Linked DNA regions of Bombyx mori: region 2 is linked to region 1. The links are chromatin contacts, called in public Hi-C maps. All regions are on one chromosome and are shown on one strand. Each heading gives the region's core, a stretch centred on a gene start, on an enhancer-like site or on the middle of the called end of the contact. The rest is flanking DNA. Distances are from core to core; before and after follow the strand shown. Region 1 holds the start of LOC101747103 (protein kibra). Region 2 overlaps LOC101747103 (protein kibra).

Evidence for each region. Hi-C and Micro-C count contacts between places; a contact is called where the count stands out from the background.
Region 2: a contact with region 1 is called in a Hi-C map of midgut, with 2.5 times the contacts expected there. The contact joins the enhancer-like site here to the promoter of LOC101747103 in region 1. A contact is called at or near these places in 3 of 7 Hi-C or Micro-C datasets (midgut, posterior silk gland and whole pupa).

The regions. Positions count from the first base shown.
Region 1 is chr14:6,024,791-6,029,477 of ASM3026992v2, forward strand. LOC101747103 (protein kibra) reads left to right here and starts at 2,508. Exons shown (of 20, transcript XM_004922644.5): 1 at 2,508-2,933. The coding sequence starts at 2,806.
Region 2 is chr14:6,099,552-6,104,238 of ASM3026992v2, forward strand. LOC101747103 (protein kibra) reads left to right here. Exons shown (of 20, transcript XM_004922644.5): 5 at 266-440; 6 at 523-1,371; 7 at 1,587-1,722; 8 at 3,047-3,149; 9 at 3,710-3,811. Among protein-coding and RNA genes, the nearest start is that of LOC101740122, 36 kb to the right of the region's middle. Within about 2 kb of position 2,885, at least 6 of the 8 cell types and tissues checked have open chromatin away from gene starts, as enhancers often do.

The DNA of each region.
Region 1 (4,687 bases), core at 1,258-3,757:
GCCATCTGCCCATTTCTAGCATGCTAAATGTTATCGTATTTTGAGTACGTGTTTTTTTTAGACTATTACAATCTATTTTAATTGTTTTGCTGACTCTAAAGTCCGTAACACACTACTGCAGCGCACCTCAAGGAAGGTGCGCCGCACCATTTGAATCACTCTCACTTGAGAGTGATTCAAATGGTTTTCCCTTTGCCTTTTCCCGAAATATCTATACAGAATGTCTAAATATGTTTTGATGACATATTTTATTAAGAGGTATTTATGATTAGTGTCATGATCAATAGATTCCGACCGAAAAAATTTTCGGATGAGGGCTTCATAATGAATTTAAATATATATAGATAATAGTTTTGGGGCATCAACTTTCTTGAGATCCTATATAAAATATGTTTTAATTATTATTTTTGTATGTTTTAAGCATGATAAAATAAGAAATTTTATATAGGTAATCATATTAAATCGATATCAAAGTCAATAAATAATGTACATCCCAAAACAGACGCCGAACTGACGTGACAATGACATTTGGTGCGCTACACATGGCGGATTTTCAGCCTCATTAGACATTTACGTATATTCATGTTTAATTTTCTGTACGCACTGAAATACTGTTATATTATTTTCCTGCGAGTTAAAGTGCTGAGTAAGAACAAGATAGATATATGTTTATGTGTATGCCTTCAAAATGGGTGCTATTTATAAAAGCAATTGTACGTATAGAACAATATGTCGTGTCCCTACTATATAGGTCTATGGTAATGACGCTTTAAGGCGAAAGAAATTAATACGTAAACTTTATAAGCTTATTTTCCAAACATAGGCTGTCTATTGAGTATTAGGAACCGCTTTGAAATCCTCTCCATCTCAAGGAATCGTAGGGTTTGGTCGTAACTTCAGTATTTGTAGCATGGTATCTAAAAAAAATTTTCTAATTCTGGTTCTAAAAAATGATTATCATTTCTAAAACTCCCAACATACATAGAACGAGCATAGTTTTCATTGTATTGGAAAAAGATTATCGATCAATTAAATCGGTGATCGTTATTTAACGAAACAATTTAAAATTATTATTATACGTTTGATAGCATTTTGAGAATGTTATTTCTGCCATACAGCAGTAATGCGTTTCGGTTTGAAGGGTGCGTCAGCCGTTGTACTGTAAAGACTGAGATTTAGAACTCATTCCTCAAAGTTGATGGTAGGATTTAAGTTGTTAATGTCTATGGGCTCTGATGACCACTTCATACCAAGTTACCCATGAGCTCGTACACCCATCTATATAATCAAAAAATCATATTCATTTATTATACTATTCTTACCTCTGATATCATGAATTATTCAAACGACACTTATGGAAAGTACTTAACGGTAGGCAGCGACTTGACTCTGCCCCAGGAATTGCTGAAATATGTGAGCGACGCTAACTACTCACCATCAGGTAGGCTGTATGCCCGTCTGCCTACAAGGGTGCTAAAAAAAGAAAAGAAGGTGCAGCCCCTCTGCGTCCATAAGTACCTACGGTAACTACCGCTTTCATAATTATTATTAAACTATTATACTTTTGAGGATCCGTACTTACCACTGTTTTTAGTTTTAGCAGAGGTAACAAGGTATGGCAGTTTTAGTGTTGTTGAGGTCATCGCCATAAATCGTCATGGCTTACTCGTCTGCCGAAGATACCTACACTTATACATATTATTTTTATATAAGTACGGTACAGAATTGGATATTATTCCATTAGTTTTACATTCCACATGCAATTCTCATAGCGTGACAGTAAAAAAGCCGATTGGAACCAAAACAAACGAATGTATTCAACACATTTCAAAATTTCACGACGTGTAAAAAATATTAGCATCATTTTCAACGAAATTTTCTGGGTAGCTTTAAAATAAAAAATAAAAACTTGAATGTTCTATAAAATCAAATTAAAAAATAAAACCACAGTAAAACGTAATCTACATTTTCACAGCTCTGAGGATTCTAGGCTTGAACAGAGTCTCTATTCCAATCTCCACGGTCAATTTGATGAACAAAATTATGTAGGTAATGTAATGAGCTGTGGACCTTCATCATTATCCTGTTTACTGGAAACCTTTTTACGTGACAGTCGTCAAGCTATTAAGAATAAATGTATTTTGCTTTAATGTATGCATCATAATCAGAATTTTACGTTTTTTATGTTGGTATTACACCTATAAAATAGGCAGGTATTTAAATCATGTTTAAACTTGTAGATACCAGTGTATTGTAAGTATCTCAAATCTACGGTACGGAATGCATTGTATATAGTCTATACATACATACTCGAGTAAACATATTTATACAGTAGAATCGTAAATAGATTCAATGGGTACACTGCAAATACACACGTACTTTTAGCATACAGCGAGCTGGCTTTGCAGTATCCGCGTCGCGTACGTTGTATCAGACGGTAGTAGACCATGTAATGTAAACAATAGGTGGTTAAGGAATGCATCTAACCACCAGGAGTTACCTTCTGGTAGTGAATATTATCATGCGCTGTGATAACGTGGCGGCGCGGCGCGGCGGTGGGGTTCAGTCAGCGCCGCGGGCTCGCGTGGTGCGGTCGTTAGCGTTGTTATTGTCGTTCGAGTGACGTACGGAACCGCTTCGTGTGTTCGCTCTCGTGTACGCGCCGCATTCCATCGTGGGGACCCTTCGCCGCCATTGGCTGATCCCGCGTGACGTCACACCTCGTAATGAGGTATTCAACATGGCCGTGTAGCTAGTTCGCGAGTGTGCTTCGTTACTCGTTTGAATGGATTTAATCAGTGAAATATGCCAAGGAGACGAAACGGTGAGATGCCCTTGCCCGACGGATGGGATTATGCAAGGGACTTTGACGGAAAACTTTATTTCATCGATCATAACAACAGAAAAACGACGTGGATCGACCCGCGAGACAGGTAAGTTTCCCAAAGAGAAGTGTTAACCCGTAAGAGCCCCATGTCAAAACTTTACATTCCAATGTGATTTATAATGTTTTCTACATTAGGATGAAACATTTTAGAGTACTGATCAAAGGGCCGAAAGGTGCACTGAATGGTAGAGAAGCTAGAAGTGTTAATAATAGCTCTAAAATAGAATAAATCATGAAAAACAAACTGTATTCTCGTCGCGACGCTACTGCGCTCTAGTGAAGAGAATGCGCAATAACCTCGATTTCACACGACATTCCACAATTCAGTGACAACAAATGAGTTTAACACAAATTATGGTTATCATTTGTTATCCTTTGGAATTTGTGTTAACTCTTTGTTGTATTCTGAGGACATGTGAACAGACTTTTAACAAAAACGCTTAAATTAGGCCACTGGCCTAATCCACATTAACATTATTTACATTTAGCTAAACGGTTGGTACAACAAAATATTTTGTTGATGATAATTCGAACGAAAGTGGTTCGTTAGAACTAGGAGTGTCAGGTAGTGGTGTAGTGTGCGTGTGTTCCTATGAGGGCAGTGCGTGGAGTACGCGGTGGGAGATGGAATGCAATGCATAGGCAAGTCGCGCGGTGTGAATGACAGGCCGTAGAATGCGGCCCGGGCCTGCGGCGATGGTCGCGCCTTTCTAAAGCTGCATACCCCCGCGTACCCCACTGCCGTTTCCCCACACCCCCTTCACAACGACGTCGAAGTGCAGGTGCTGCACAACACATCCCTATTAAATACCGATCAAGTCTGCTACTATTCTTCGTGGCTGTTATGGGTATAATATACATACATACCTGACGAGTTACATTAATAAATTGTCTTAAAATATTGCTCTTGACGATGCTTACATCGATCTATCGATAGATACAATGACATGCTTACATCGATTTTTCTATACATATACAAAAAAAAAAACGATATTTCTATGGTGTCTTGACTTGACCTTAAATAAACGATTTTCATTTGTTCGTGAATTACGCAAAAACTACGTAACCGCTGACTTTGATGTTTGAACTTTTGATGGTATGTAAGCCTATTATTCGCCTTAAAATTTGAATCTACATTAGAAGATTTGACAAGAATAATAGAAGCCAGAGAAATCAAATTAAGAGTAAATGCAGACTATTGTAAAGTGAGCCAGTAATGAAAGTTTGTTCATATTATTTATTGAAATTTAACTCAGGTGGACCTGCGGGTGCACCTAGTCAAACCATCAAAACTTTGATAGAACAAAATTATATTCACTTTTCATAATAACAGACAAACATTTTTTTAATTGTTAAAAACGATAGAAACTGCATTACATTGTCAGCACAAATAAGAAGGTGTTTGAGGTACCTTAAAGAGTATCTAATATCAATTTTATCCTGCAAATGCCTACTATAGTTGTACTGCATTAAAATATATTTATTTGTGTTGTAATGTCAATAGAAAAGGAACGCTTAAATTAATGAGGATCAGGGTTAGACATATATTATATGTAAGTAGGTATACCGAGGTACATTGACATCACGATAAAATTCGTTGCGGACACAGGAAACATAAAGTTGCATTTTTATTGAACGTTTTGGCGAATTGCATTCCGCGCGGTCTACATTACAGAACGACATTCGAGACGTGGTAACCAACTTAGCATATCGTAATTCTTTTTCTTTTTTTTTGTTTATTTGTAATTGAATTTTATCAGATTCGCATATTTGAACGCCGAGTCGCATTTGCGCGATAAT
Region 2 (4,687 bases), core at 1,635-4,134, 75 kb after region 1:
AACGGTGCTGCGCGAATGGTCGCCTCGTCCACCGCTTCGCTGTTCGCACCGCCGATCCCCGTGGCCAGGCCGTAAGGTGGGAAATATGCTGGCCTGCATACAACGGCAATAAAAAATATTCTTGGTTTGTCATTATTTTATTAGGGTGTCATTGAGCGGATGCGACGCCGTGGAGAGAATATGCAATGAATCATCAAAGATTGTGATGAAATCTGCTAATTTTCATTGGATCCGTTGTACTTATCTCGTGCCTTCGTACCTACAGTTTGTTCATCAACCACCTCAATGACAACAACGTCAACGACTTCCCGACACGACCCCGAGCTGCTTCGCTCAGAAGTGACACAGGCTAGAGGCCGCGTCGCTCAACTAAGGAAAGAGTTGAGGCAGGCTCGAGCAGAAGTAGCTAGTGCAAGACGAGGCGTCGATACATTGGCTGAGTTAGTATTTGGAACGTTTTAAGAAATATGGTGGATTGTAAACCTTGTAAATCTGATTATTTGATAAAAACTTGTATTTCAGGGTCGAGCAAAAACTTAGCGCACAACAAGGTTGCTACAACATAACCGAAGCTCAGGCTATAATGACTGAGCTAAAGAACGTACAAAAATCATTAACCTCCGGTGAAAAGGAGAAAGCAGACTTAATGCAGTCTCTGGCAAAATTAAAAGACGATCTGACGAGACTACAACTGGGAGATGCATCGCCAGACTTATCTTCCACCTTGAGTTTCCCTCAAGAGAAACTAAGCACCGCATCGCAAACTGATCTGTGTGCCGATTTAGTGCCTATAGGTACGAGATTAGCTGAAATGGCGCGGGTTCGCCTCCAGTACGACGAAGCTAGGAAAAGGATACAACAAATCCAACAACAGCTGGCGGATTTGGAGGACAAAGTCCAACCAGGACAAGCGGAATCAGACAAGGACCGTTTGTTGCTATTCCAAGAGAAGGAACAATTGCTACGGGAGTTAAGAAGCATCACGCCGAGAACGAGATCGAAGCAAGAGATGAGCGACATACAATCTGAATGCAAAAGGCTAGAGCAGGACTTGAAGAATGCCTTCGAGATGTCCAACAAGTGCATCGCGGACCGTTTGAGGCTACACGAAGAGAAGCAATTGTTGCTCCAACAATTGAAAGATGCGTTAACGTCAATGACGACTTTAGAAGGACAGTTGAAGACATTATCGGCGAGCACACTGTCGGTGTCTAGCAGTTCCAGTCTGGGATCGCTATCGACGGCGAGCAGCAAAGGATCTCTGAGTTCAGGGATCAGTTTCACGGACATATACGGCGGGCCGCAGATCGCGAGCTCGTTTCAAACTGACAAGCCTATCGATATGGTGGATCTACATCGGAGAGTCGAAAGGTGAGAACGATTTTATGTACCGATTGCAAAACAACTTTTTTTTTTTGTAATTTGTTGCTATGGCCCTCCTTGAAGTTAAGCGGTTGTATTGAGCTTGAGAGATTAGAATTGCGACTTACCAACCGTTGAAGAAGGAACGCAGATTTACACGAAAAAGAGGAGGGTTTGCATAAAATCCAAAAGTGGTAATTTAATAAAAAAATACTTTACTTCAGATTATTACGAGGCACCAGTTACAACGCGGACAGCGTAACTCCAGGCGCAAGCAGTTCGCCATCCCAGCCCTCTTTGTCGCCACGAAGCAGCTTGTCATCGGCCAGTCCACCACCACCACCGCCCTCTTACCACCAGGTGAACAAATTTTTTATCATTAGAATCACTCTCACATAGTATCAATTAAAATTTATCGATAGTATAATTAAAATCCAATATACTCCAATATATTTCCTTAGGTTTTGGCGAGTCGTATACATAATTAAAGCTACTGTTACAATTCAGTCTTAAACGTAATACATATTTGCAAAAGTCATAAAAAATAAAATGACAATGAAAACGTGAGATCAAACCCTAATAGTAGGCTAAAAGATAGTTTAGATCGGTATTGTGTAAAAAAAAACCATCAGGATCTATTTGTAGTATCGTCTTTTTATTAGTGTACTTGGGCAGACAAACAGTTTTAACAGTCCACAGAACGAGTACCCGATAATGTAGATGCATGAGGACTAAGTCACTTGTGTTAAATACCGAAATGTTGAGACTGGTCCAATCAACAAACTATGTTCCAGTAAAGTTCGGCTTGCATCTTTTTTTTATATAGCTTAGGTCGGTGGACGAGCTCACGGTCCACCCGGTATTAAGTGGTTACCGGAGCCTACAGACATCTACAACGTTAACGCTGACACCTACCTTGATATATGAGGTCTCAGTTTTTACAGTACAATGGCTGCCTCACCCTTCAAATCGAAACGCTTCACGGCAGAAATAGGCAGGGTGGTGGTACCTACCCGTGCGGACTCACAAGACGTCCTACCACTAGTAAAGATGTACTCGTGAAAAATCGACGCAAAAAATAACCAGTGTGTTTAGTGCGAGTTTTTTAACGTTCTCGATAGCGTAAAAGTTAGCTTATATTTGTATGGAATGGAATGTTCCAACTGCATACAAAATTGGCTTAACTTTTACGCTATCGAGATTTTTTTTATATTTATTGCTTAGATGGGTGGACGAGCTCACAGCCCACCTGGTGTTAAGTGGTTACTGGAGCCCATAGACATCTACAACGTAAATGCGCCACCCACTTTGAGATATAATTTCTAAAATCTCAGTATAGTTACAACGGCTGCTCTACTCTTCAGACCGAAACGCATTACTGTTTCACGGCAGAAATAGGCAGGGCGGTGGGTACCTACCCGCTCGGACTAACAAGAGGTCCTACCACCAGTACCGCTACGTTAAAAAACATTAAGAAACTCGCACTAAGCACACGGTACCGGCCACTTGTCGCGTTATCGGTACATATATATCTAACGCATGTCACTATATCGGATCCGTGCGAAACCCACGCCTCGGCTCGTGGCGCTGTCAGTTCGCTAACCAGACAGGCGTTCGCTTTCACGCGCGAGGTCACCGATGGACAGCTGGATAAGAATTAGGTTTTATTGTGCGCCTCCTTTAGGTCGAAAGACAGAGACGGCAGCAGCGAGAACTGGAAGAGAAACTGGCTGAAATGAGGATAGGCGTGGCCACCGGACTGGACGAAGTCACCGGCCTGGCTACAAGTGAGTGCTTCGTTGCTTAGAATCGAACGGTTTTTTGGGTTTGCGGAAGTTGACTTACGAACAGCTTAAAGATGAATTTTTTTTTATTGCTTAGATGGGTGGACGAGCTCACAGCCCACCTGGTGTTAAGTGGTTACTGGAGCTCATAGACATCTACAAGGTAAATGCGCCACCCACCTTGAGATATAAGTTCTAAGGTCTCAGTATAGTTACAAAGGCTATCCCACCCTTCAAACCGAAACGCATTACTGCTTCACGGCAGAAATAGGCGGGGTGGTGATACCTACCCGTGCGGACTCACAAGAGGTCCTACCACCAGTCACATATGGTTTTTTCATATACATGTAGTTTTGAGGCTAACCTACACCCATTTTATAATAATTCCAGTAATCTTCAATTGCTAATTAACACTAAAATATATCTCAAAAGTTAATATTTTAAATTTTACACTCCTTTAGAAAATAATCAGTTTTTTTCATTTCCTGAACTTTTTATATTTTCAGAGATGTGCCCTTTTCGAAATTGCATAATCAATTAATTTTGACCTTAAATATGTTCAGTTCCAGTACAACTCCAAGGTCCGGGTCGACCCTGTGAGCCGCTGTCTCCCATATCGGAGACCCCCCCGCCACCCCTGTCTCCAAGGACTCCCTCGTCTAGTGGTAAATAAACCAATATTCACTATTGCTTAATCTATTATATTAATACGTGAAGCAAAAACTTTGTATCCCTTTTTAAGAAAATTGCGAAGACGGAGGAATATGAAATTTCCCACACTTATAGAGAACATAGAGAAGGAGTGTAGAATGTTAATATTTTTTTTCATTATGCCTAAAAAAATCCATTAAATCAATAAAAGAAACATGACACACACTGCCATGTATTTGACACACACTTAAATACTCTTCGTTTATTGTCAAACTTTTGTTATTGTTTAAAGTCTGTGGTCAAATTGAGAATAGATTAATATTGTTTGTCTTTAATAGTACTGGCGAAATCTGTGATTATAGAAATATAATAAGTCTGATAATATTATAGAACCATAATAATGTTGAAGCTTATAATTTCAATTAACTATAGTCGAATTTCCACTACCAAGGGAACAACTAGTTTCATTTATTCCAGTAAACTTTCCAAAGCTTAGACGAAATCTATGTATGTAAAAATCGTCCCTTCCAATTTCTTAATAGCAAACAAAAAACTTTATTAACCATTAAAATTGATAAAGCATATATTTAGTATAAGGAATACTCGTTGACCAAAGTAGTGTCTAGTGAAGAAATAATGACGTCATAATACAAATTTCAACATTAATCGGGATATTGAAAAAAAAACGAAAAAAAAAAATTAAAATCGCTATTTGCGTATAGTTTTTTATAGTTTAGACGAACAAGCTCTGGACTTAGCTGGTGTTAGGTGGTCACTCACGTGTTCTAACCTTCGGTTCTGTAGTACCACGGCTGCCCTTCAAACCGGAGCATTTGACTGAAAAAACCCATAGACATAACCCACTGAGTTTCTCGCCGGATCTTCTCAGT